Regions from separate parts of the Mus musculus genome. Here region 1 is linked to region 2. Evidence: chromatin contacts called from public ChIA-PET data. All regions are on one chromosome and are shown on one strand. Each heading gives the region's core, a stretch centred on a gene start, on an enhancer-like site or on the middle of the called end of the contact. The rest is flanking DNA. Distances are from core to core; before and after follow the strand shown. Region 1 overlaps Lrig2 (leucine-rich repeats and immunoglobulin-like domains 2). Region 2 overlaps Gm34548 (a long non-coding RNA gene).

Region 1 (4,503 bases), core at 776-3,275, 210 kb after region 2:
TCATACTATTTTTTTTTTATACTATTCCAATTACTTTTTAAGGCACAAAGTAATGTTACTAAATGAAGATACTGGTTTAGAATTTCTGTAGCAGCCTCTCTCAATCCATAGCGTTTTTATTTATGAATTCATCGTGCACTAGGCAGTCTTAAACCAGTTTTCACTTGTGTTTATGTATCCTGCTTGTATTCTTCACTATTTTAGTGTTGAAGCTATGTACAAAGTACTTTCAAGTCATGTATTTATTAGTATTCTCCATGAAAAAAAAATAAGTTTATATTCTCATTTTCTGTATTATATAGAAAGGATAATAGTTGTAAACATTTTATATATGTAGCATTATAGGACATAAATATATATGACATGATAGCATTAGAACTTACCTTGAAATTCTTATAGAAGGTTTCTCTCCATCACCCACTGGTAATGCATAGTAAACATGGAAGAGTCCTGAGGGATGGTGGAAGAGCACTAGGTGCTGAGGTCCAGAACCTGAGTTCTAGCACACCTTCTGTCACTGCCTGATGCCTTTGAGCAAGCTATTTGACTTCTGGAGTTCATCTTCCTCAGCTTTAAGCAAGAGATTAGACTCCAGCTCTAGAATCTCCTTCAATCTTAACATAGCTCCTGGGGCTGAAACATACATGGCTGGAGAGATGGCTCAGCGGGTAAGAGCACTGACTGCTCTTCCTGAGTTCAATTCCCAGCAACCACATGGTGGTTCACAACCATCTGTAATGGGATCTGATGCCCTCTTCTGGTGTATACTGCTACAGTGTACTCATATACATTAAGTAAATAAGTAAATCTTAAAGAAAGAGAGAGAGGGAGGGAGGGAGGGAGGGAGAGAGAGAGAGAGAGAGAGAGAGAGAGAGAGAAGTTTACAGTGTTACAGTCTTTGTTGTAAAATCAGGTTTGAGGTAAAATATGTAACTGACTTGGCCACTGTTGCATTTATTCCCTTTAGATGATTTTCTGAAGCCTCAGATAAGGACACACCCTGAAAGCACAATTGCATTAAGAGGTGTTAATGTGACACTGACGTGCACTGCAGTGAGCAGCAGCGATTCACCCATGTCCACCATATGGCGCAAGGACAGTGAGATCCTGTATGATGTGGATATTGAGAATTTTGTTCGTTATCGGCAGCAGGATGGAGAAGCTCTAGAATATACTAGTGTCTTGCGCCTCTTCAGTGTGAACTTCACAGATGAAGGGAAATACCAGTGCATTGTTACTAATCACTTTGGTTCTAATTATTCTCAGAAAGCCAAATTGACTGTAAATGGTAAGGAATTGTGCTACTGGACTTTTAAAATGCTTTTTTTTTTTTAATGTATTTCTAGAATAATCACCATGCCTGTCTGGCTATGCTGTTGGGAAAAAGTACTTTGAAGTATTTTTTACATCTAAATTATGTCTCAATTATAAATCATTTTAGATGTAAATTGACAAGAAAATTGGATCATACCCCAGGTTTGGAGGGAGCCCTTAGTGTTACTTTCTCGTGACTGTGGCACATGGAAGGGGTGCACTTGTGCCCACTGGCCTGCATTCTCCTTTGCCCTAGGAGATACTTGACTTCCTTTTCTGTTTGTTAAAAGACAGTCTTTTGTGGTCTCAGTTTCTTTCCAAAACCACAATTCTCAGAAAAGTATGATTTCCTTTCTCTCATACTGTTTACACTTGAGGGTGTTTAGGACATCTCTGGGTCTAGTCGTGTCTGTAGCTCTCTGGATATAGCCAAAATCATTTTGAAAATAAAGCTCTCCTGGTAGTTGTAAAACCTTTTCTAAAGCAGCTTGGTCTGTCTGTTACTGTGAGATTGAGTAACTCCTGTGCTACAGCAGAGCAATGTACGTGTGCCCTGTGCCTGTGTTTCTTTTTTTTTTTTTAACATTTCTAGCTCTGTTTTCTTTTTTTAAGATTTTATCTTATTGTTTTGTGGGTATTAGTGGTTTACCTTCATTTATGTTTGCACCACATGCATGCCTGGTACCCACAAAGGCCTACAGAGGGCATTGGATCTCCCAGGACTGAAGTATCAGACAGTTGTAAGCTGCCCTGTGGGTGCTGGGAGTTGGACCTGAGTCCCGCAAGAGCAACACCTGCTCTTAACCACTGAGACAACGCTTCAGCTGTACAACCCACTCTGATGTTTCCTAAATCAGGTTTAAAAAAAACATAATTAAAGAAACAAAACAAAAACGGGTTCTATTAACATCTGCTCTTGTTAGATTGGGAAGCATCACTTGATTGTCCTAAGTGAAAGAGGAATAATAAGCACCGAATTCTAAACTGTCATTCAAAAAAGCTTTTGGTTTTCTGATTTCCTTCTTTCCATCAGCATGGTGAATGGGTATGGCTTGTATTCTAGAAGTATTACTTTTCTGCACATACTGATGGGCTGGTAGGAAAGACTGTTGCCAACGCTGTGTTGTCAGTTCAGAGAATATGGTTTCTCAAAGAAATAGTGCATTTTACATCAGAATTCTGCCTGCTAGATTTGTGTCCATGTGTGTTTTCCTTTTGCCTACTTTCTCTGTACTGTTTTTGGAACAGAGATGCCGTCTTTTTTGAAAACTCCAATGGATCTAACTATTCGCACTGGTGCCATGGCAAGATTAGAATGTGCTGCAGAGGGGCACCCTACACCTCAGATTTCCTGGCAGAAGGATGGTGGCACTGATTTTCCTGCAGCCCGAGAAAGACGCATGCATGTCATGCCTGAGGATGATGTCTTCTTCATTGCCAATGTGAAGATAGAAGATATGGGAATCTATAGCTGCATGGCACAGAATATAGCAGGAGGCCTCTCAGCAAACGCCTCACTCACAGTGTTAGGTATGCTTTCTTTGTTAGGACTGCTGTTTACTGGAGCCTCTGAGACCTATGCATGGCTTAGAAAGGCAAGAAAAACAATTTGGAGGTTTTGGTTATTTTTTTTCCTTCCAAGTCAGGGTTTCTCTGCGTAGCCTCAGCTGTCCTAGAACTCACTCTGTAGATCAGGCTGGCCCTGAACTCAAAGACCCGCCTACATCTGCCTCCCAAGTACTGGGATTAAGTCTTGTGCCACCACCATCAGGCTTATGTTGTTGTTCTTATTTTTGTACTTTAGTCAGGGTATGTCAGCTGAAGGTGTTAGTGGGTTAAGTGACATACATCTTAGAACATTCCCAGGGCATAGATCTTTATAACAAGCTCCGGATCCCTTATTCTTTTAAGTTTCCCCTGTAACATTTTAATTCATATGTGTTTTCTAAGTGCTGGGATTATAACTGTGTGCCTTGTTATTCTTAGTTAAAACATGGTTCTTTATGTAACTCAACCCAAGGCAAATTATGCTGTCCAGGTCTCTGTTTTCTTAGACATCAGAGTTTTATAGGGCCATCTTCTCTTCCTCCTTTTCTTCCAACTTTTCTTATTCTTCATCTTCCTCTTCTTCCTCTTCCTCCTCTTCCTCTTCCTCCTCTTCTTCTTCCTCCTCCTCTCTCTCTCTTCTTTTTTAAAGATAGAGTCTCTCTATGATCCAGGTTGGCCTGGAGAACCCATGTCTTACAGGTGAGCCACTCTGACCTGGCTGTCAAAAACCTTTAAAATAAGTTTCTTAACTTGGATGCTGAGGCAGAAGGGTCAAGAGTTCTTGATCAGCTTGGAGTATATAGTTGAGAACCTGCCTCAAAAACATTAGAAATCCCCAGTGCTCACTCACTGACTTGTGTACCAGGCCAGTGGTGTGCTCACTCACACACTGGCATGTGTACCAGGCCGGTGTTGTGCCAAGCTAGTATCTTGCTGTGCTTTGTTTTCTTTTTTTTCTACTTTACTTACTTGCTAAGGTGCCTGGATGGCTGTAAACTATTATAGCCTGTATCACCACCGTCAGTTCACATTTAGATCTTTTCTGTTCTGAGTCTTTTGATCCTCATTAAACTGTACATTTCATCATACTTTTCATAGTCTCATTCTACAGGACTTAGGCTATACATTTCCTAACAGTATTTTTAACCTTCTCCCATTAGAGACACCCTCGTTTATTAGGCCTCTGGAGGACAAGACCGTCACCCGAGGTGAGACAGCGGTATTGCAGTGCATCGCTGGAGGAAGTCCTGCTCCTCGCCTCAATTGGACCAAGGATGATGGGCCACTCCTAGTAACAGAACGACACTTCTTTGCTGCAGCCAATCAGCTTCTCATCATTGTAGATGCTGGGCTAGAAGATGCTGGAAAATATACCTGCCTTATGTCTAACACTCTTGGGACAGAACGGGGACATATTTACTTAAATGTCATTTCATCCCCCAATTGTGACTCTTCTCAGAGTAGCATTGGGCATGAGGATGATGGTTGGACCACAGTTGGCATTGTCATCATTGTTGTGGTCTGCTGTGTCGTGGGCACATCTTTGATCTGGGTCATTGTCATTTACCACATGAGAAGGAAAAATGAAGACTACAGCATCACAAACACAGGTAAGTGGTACCCAGATGACACTTGGCATGT
Region 2 (4,617 bases), core at 1,798-4,297:
CACCCTAAATTCTGAGACCCACCAAGGCAGTTCCATATCAAATCAGCAGCCTTTCTTGCTCACTGGATGACAACACTCCTCAGGTCTCTTGCAGCTGTAGCCTGGACCCAAGTGTCTCGGCCTGCTATAAGAGGTAGGCTTGGGGGGGCGGGGAGGGGAGGTTTGGGGGACTTTTGGGGTAGCATTGGAAATGTAAATGAAGAAAATACCTAATTAAAAAAAAAAAGAGGTAGGCCTCCTTAAGATCAGCTCTGGGTCAGGGCTGGTCTGGGAACACCTCCGCAGACACTTAAACATGTGCAGTATGAGCTCATTACACCAGCTGGTCTACAGGGGCAAAGTCTTTAGGCAGTTGATTTGGGTCATCCTACTGTCCAGAGATGTCCCATGATCCAGGGCAAAGGGCATGCATGCCCTAGGCCTGCTGAGTTGGCCTGAAGCCTGGGCTTGCACCCTCCTCAGTCTGGACACAGTCTAGAGCGCCTCAGCAGAGCTTCTGTCTGATGAAGCTAAGTGGTAGAAAACAGTCAGAGCTGTGTGGGCACCAGGAAGACTGCACCAGGGCAGGCAGCTCCCCTTACTGTCAACCCTGCCCAGTCCCTGTCACTGGGCCAGCTGCTGAACTAGGCTGCCCTGAAGAAGGGAGGCCGGCCTACATGCCCTCTATGAGTCTTTACTAACTTAACATTCGTCTCTTCCCACAGCCTGGCTGTAGTTAGAGTCTCTCTAGTGGAATCTCAGGTGAGGAGAGGGGTCTTTGGGCAGGTAAGTGGGATGCAGGCCTATGCTACTAAAATTGTTGTACAGGGGCATCCTGATAGTTGTTTTGTTTTGTTTTGTTTTGTTTTGTTTTGTTTTGTTTTTGAGACAGGGTCTCACTATATAGCCCTGGCTGTCCTGGAACTCACTCTGTAGACCAGGCTGGCCTCGAACTCATAGAGATCTGCTTGCCTCTGACTCCCTAGTGCTGGGATTAAAGGTGTGCATCACTTTATCTGGCTGATAATCTTATAACTGACGTCATCTCAGTTTACCAGTGCTAGCAGAGCAGCAATGCAGTGAGGGATATCCTGGGCTGGAATTAAAGGAATTTTTAAAAAAATTAAATTAAGCCAGTTGTTAGTGGTAGAAACCTTTGATCCCAGTACTCAGGAGGCAGAGGCAGGTGAATCCCTCTGAGTTTAAGACCAGCCTGGACTACAGAGTGAGTTCCAGGACAGCCAGGGATACACAGAGAAACCCTATCTCGAATCCCCCCCCTCAAATTAAGTAAATGATTAAAAATGAGGCTAACCATAGTGTCAGAGGGCCAGTTTGGTTTAAATAGTAGTGAGTTTCAGGACAGCCAAGGCCACAGAGAAATCCTGCCTCAAAAAATAAAGACAGAAACAAATTCGCAAAGAAAATAACAAAAGCCGGCCAGTGTGTCAGATACTTGTCATCCTAGCCTTTGCACGGAGGTTGGAGGACCAAGGGTCCCAGGCCAGTTGAACCGCATAAGGCTATGCCTTAAAATGGAGGAGAGTCGTTAACAAATCAATAAACTTAATCATAGGCCTTTTATTTGTGGTTCATGAGTCACAACAACACATCCTGGAGTTTGCCTTATAGAAAAGGGGTCTGAAGAAGTAGAAACAAAATGAAAAGCAGATTTGCTTGAGGCAGCAGGGTGGGGGGTGGATGGGTGGGGGGTGGGTGGGGGTGCTGTGGGGGGGGGGGTGTTCAATGCCAACAGCAGAAGAGTGACTAAGACTCTGATATGAGTTCAGTTCCCAGCATCAAATAATCAATCAGCCAATCAAAAGGTGGCACTCTTTAAATCCCAGAACTCTGGAGGTAAAGGTAGGTAGATCTCTGTTAGTTCCAAGCTGGCCAGGGCTGCTGCATCGTGAGACCATCTCAAAAACAAAAACAAAAACAAAAAAACAACAAAAACTCACATAGAAGCCGGGCGTGGTGGCGCATGCCTTTAATCCCAGCACTCGGGAGGCAGAGGCAGGCGGATTTCTGAGTTCAAGGCCAGCCTGGTATACAAAGTGAGTTCCAGGACAGCCAGGGCTATACAGAGAAACCCTTTCTCAAAAAACAAAAAGACAAAACAAACAAACCAACAAACAAAAAACAAAAAAACCTCACAAAGATAGGTTAACTGGGCTTGTACAGGTTAGCCCAAAGGGGATTTCCTATTCATAACAGCTAAACTGGCTTACTTGGAATTACAGCTATTTCTCTTTTTGCCATCATCATCATCGTCACTATCATCAGTGAAGGTTGGTAAACAACCTGGTTTTGGCTCCACTAAGCATGATTGACTTATCTTTGCCTTAGCTATGTGCCCAGTACCAATAGCCTCCCATAAATCTTAACGCTTGAAAGTCAGCTCGCATTCCCTCCGGTGGATAAATTGTCAAAGCCCAGTTGATGATGGGTGACTCTGGTTTTCTTGCGAACTTACTCTGGTTTTGTAATTTTGTTTTTGTTTTCCTTTCTTTCACTTCCTAGACGAAGCCCTTTCAGAGTGGGCAGGGAGACAGACACATGAGGAAATTCACTTCAGCAGGGCATCTGCTAAGCGTGGCAGGATTCCTGCTCCAGACTCTCAAAGCCTCCTATTAATGGAAAGAGCAGGTTAACCTGGTCTGACCGACAGGAAGCCACCGTACAGGAATAGGTGGAGTTCTGACATCCGGTGGGGACAGCTGGGGGGAGCGGATGGGGGAGGGGACACCTAGGTGTGCCAGGGGAGCCGAGGTAAAGCTAAGGTCCAGGGGGCCAGCGTGCTGGGTGGCTATGGGCCACACGAGGGCGCCGCACACTGCCACGTAAGGGCCTGAACTGTCTCTACGGAGCTATGTCGGAGAAAAGGCTTTGATGGGAAAGAGGGTGGGCGGAGACCATCCTGGGTGTCCAGCGACGGGCCCCTCTCTTGTTCCTTGAAGGTCGGCGTGAGGTCTCCCTGGACTTGGAACAGCCGCTGTTCAGGTCCTGAGGAATTAACGCCTCTGTAGATCAGGTCCAGCTGTGTGTAGGAGGGAGGATGTTTGCGGTCACTGGGGTGTGTTGTGTTAGGAATGACCGCAGTACTGGGGTGTGAGGGTGGGTGCGTGGATTTCTCCAGAGGTGTAGGTGGGAGGGAGTAGACAGTTTCTACTCCCAGGGGGCTGGCGCTAGTGTCTTCTAGGAGCAGCACTTAAGGCAAGATGTAGACCCCATTAGAATCAGACGATCTTCCCATCAGAGGAAGTCCCCCATTTGGAAACAGTCAGGATGAATGGTTGCTTTAGCTTGGCCAAGCTGCTGGGGTAAACGCCTCAAGCAGAAGCTGCATCAAAGCCTGGAGCCTGTCCAGCCATGCAGCTCAAGCACCCGGTGTCACCGAGATTTGTCCAGGGGGCACAGTGGAGATCTTGTGACCCAGGAAATAGCACTGGTCTTAGTTTAGATCAGGACATTTCCCCCTGAAAGCTGCGTGGGACAGTGGCTTGGAGCCCAGATTGGGGGGGGGGGGGAGGGATGGGAGGGGCAGCTGGAGGCTTCTGCCCACTCTCACCTTTGTCACCCAATAGCTACTTCACATGAGTCAGCTCTGCAGGCTGTACCCTGGCCTGAAGGCTCAGCCTGGGATTTGAAGGCATTAGAGTTGGTAGAAATTAACCCCCAGGATGTGAGCTTCGGGCTCGTAGGCTGAGGCTCTAGCAAGGGAAGAGGACATCCTGAGGACTGGGTGTAAGCAAGCAGAAACACGGGGAGCCTAGGCAATGCCCAGGAGGACTGCAATGGGCCAGGGAACACCAGGAAGGGTCAGTGTGAACCCAGGACTCTTGAGAACTCCAGTCGCTTCCTCTCTGCGGATCCAGACACCTCTACCATCCAGCCCCGCCCAGGCAGCTGCAATTCCTCAGCCAAATGACCCGAGACAAGAGTAAGAGGAAAACAGCTTTCTGAGCCTGCCTCTAGGGGAAAGAAGGACTATAAGAAGCAGGGATCCAGGACACAAGGTCACCGGGAAGCAGTCATGAATGTCAGGCGTGAAGGGGTGGAGATTTCAGGTCAGGGAGCTAAGGGTACACAGCTCAGTGACAGCATTTGCTTAAGAGGCCCTGGCGACAGGGTTCAGGCCTCACTACTGGAAAAAAGATTTTTCTTAGCTTATGCACAAATGGTCACGTGACATTGATAAGCAAGAGTGACTTAACCCAACACAACTCCAGTTTCACCAGCTGCAAAACTACCCTGAGGTGTTTGCAAATTTAGGAGTAAGGTAGGTAAAGGCATGCCCGTCAGGGCATGGTGATGATGGCTCACACCAGTAATCCCAGCACTTGAGAGGGTAAGGTAGAACCAATGTGGGTTTGAGACCAGCCTAACTACAGAGTTAGTTCCAGGTTTGCCTGGGCTAAGGGGAGACTGTAAACAAATAAAAAACAAAACAAAACAAAACAAAAATTTTATTGTCTTTCAACCCTAGGGGTGTCTGAGCCTTTCTCCTTCCTAACAAGTTGGCCTGGGCTCCAGACAGCAGACCTATAATTTGCCTGCACAAGTGTGATAAGAGGTCAATATTAATCTGGGTGTGGTGGTGCACACCCCAAGTCCCTGCCACTCAGGAGGTAGAAA

What was found. ChIA-PET counts read pairs in DNA pulled down with a chosen protein or histone mark.
Region 1: an RNA polymerase II ChIA-PET map of memory CD8 T cells shows a contact between it and region 2, with 14 read pairs. The contact joins two enhancer-like sites. A contact is called at or near these places in 3 of 15 datasets of contacts at CTCF or cohesin (the NIH/3T3 cell line, large pre-B cells and pro-B cells), 17 of 484 Hi-C or Micro-C datasets (the C10 cell line, the C2C12 cell line, DN3 thymocytes and 13 more), 13 of 115 datasets of contacts at active chromatin or transcription factors (DN3 thymocytes, cardiomyocytes, embryonic stem cells and 7 more) and 2 of 9 other capture datasets (adipose tissue and liver).

The regions. Positions count from the first base shown.
Region 1 is chr3:104,463,828-104,468,330 of GRCm38.p6, reverse strand. Lrig2 (leucine-rich repeats and immunoglobulin-like domains 2) reads left to right here. Exons shown (of 18, transcript NM_001025067.2): 13 at 968-1,288; 14 at 2,563-2,844; 15 at 4,023-4,472. Among named protein-coding and RNA genes, the nearest start is that of Lrig2, 46 kb to the left of the region's middle. Within about 2 kb of position 2,025, at least 11 of the 459 cell types and tissues checked have an H3K27ac peak or open chromatin away from gene starts, as enhancers often do. A contact at or near this core is called in memory CD8 T cells, where this site is marked.
Region 2 is chr3:104,673,776-104,678,392 of GRCm38.p6, reverse strand. It overlaps Gm34548 (a long non-coding RNA gene), which reads left to right. Exons shown (of 4, transcript XR_867542.1): 3 at 1-133; 4 at 705-842. Among named protein-coding and RNA genes, the nearest start is that of Gm34548, 4.5 kb to the left of the region's middle. Within about 2 kb of position 3,047, at least 184 of the 459 cell types and tissues checked have an H3K27ac peak or open chromatin away from gene starts, as enhancers often do. A contact at or near this core is called in memory CD8 T cells, where this site is marked.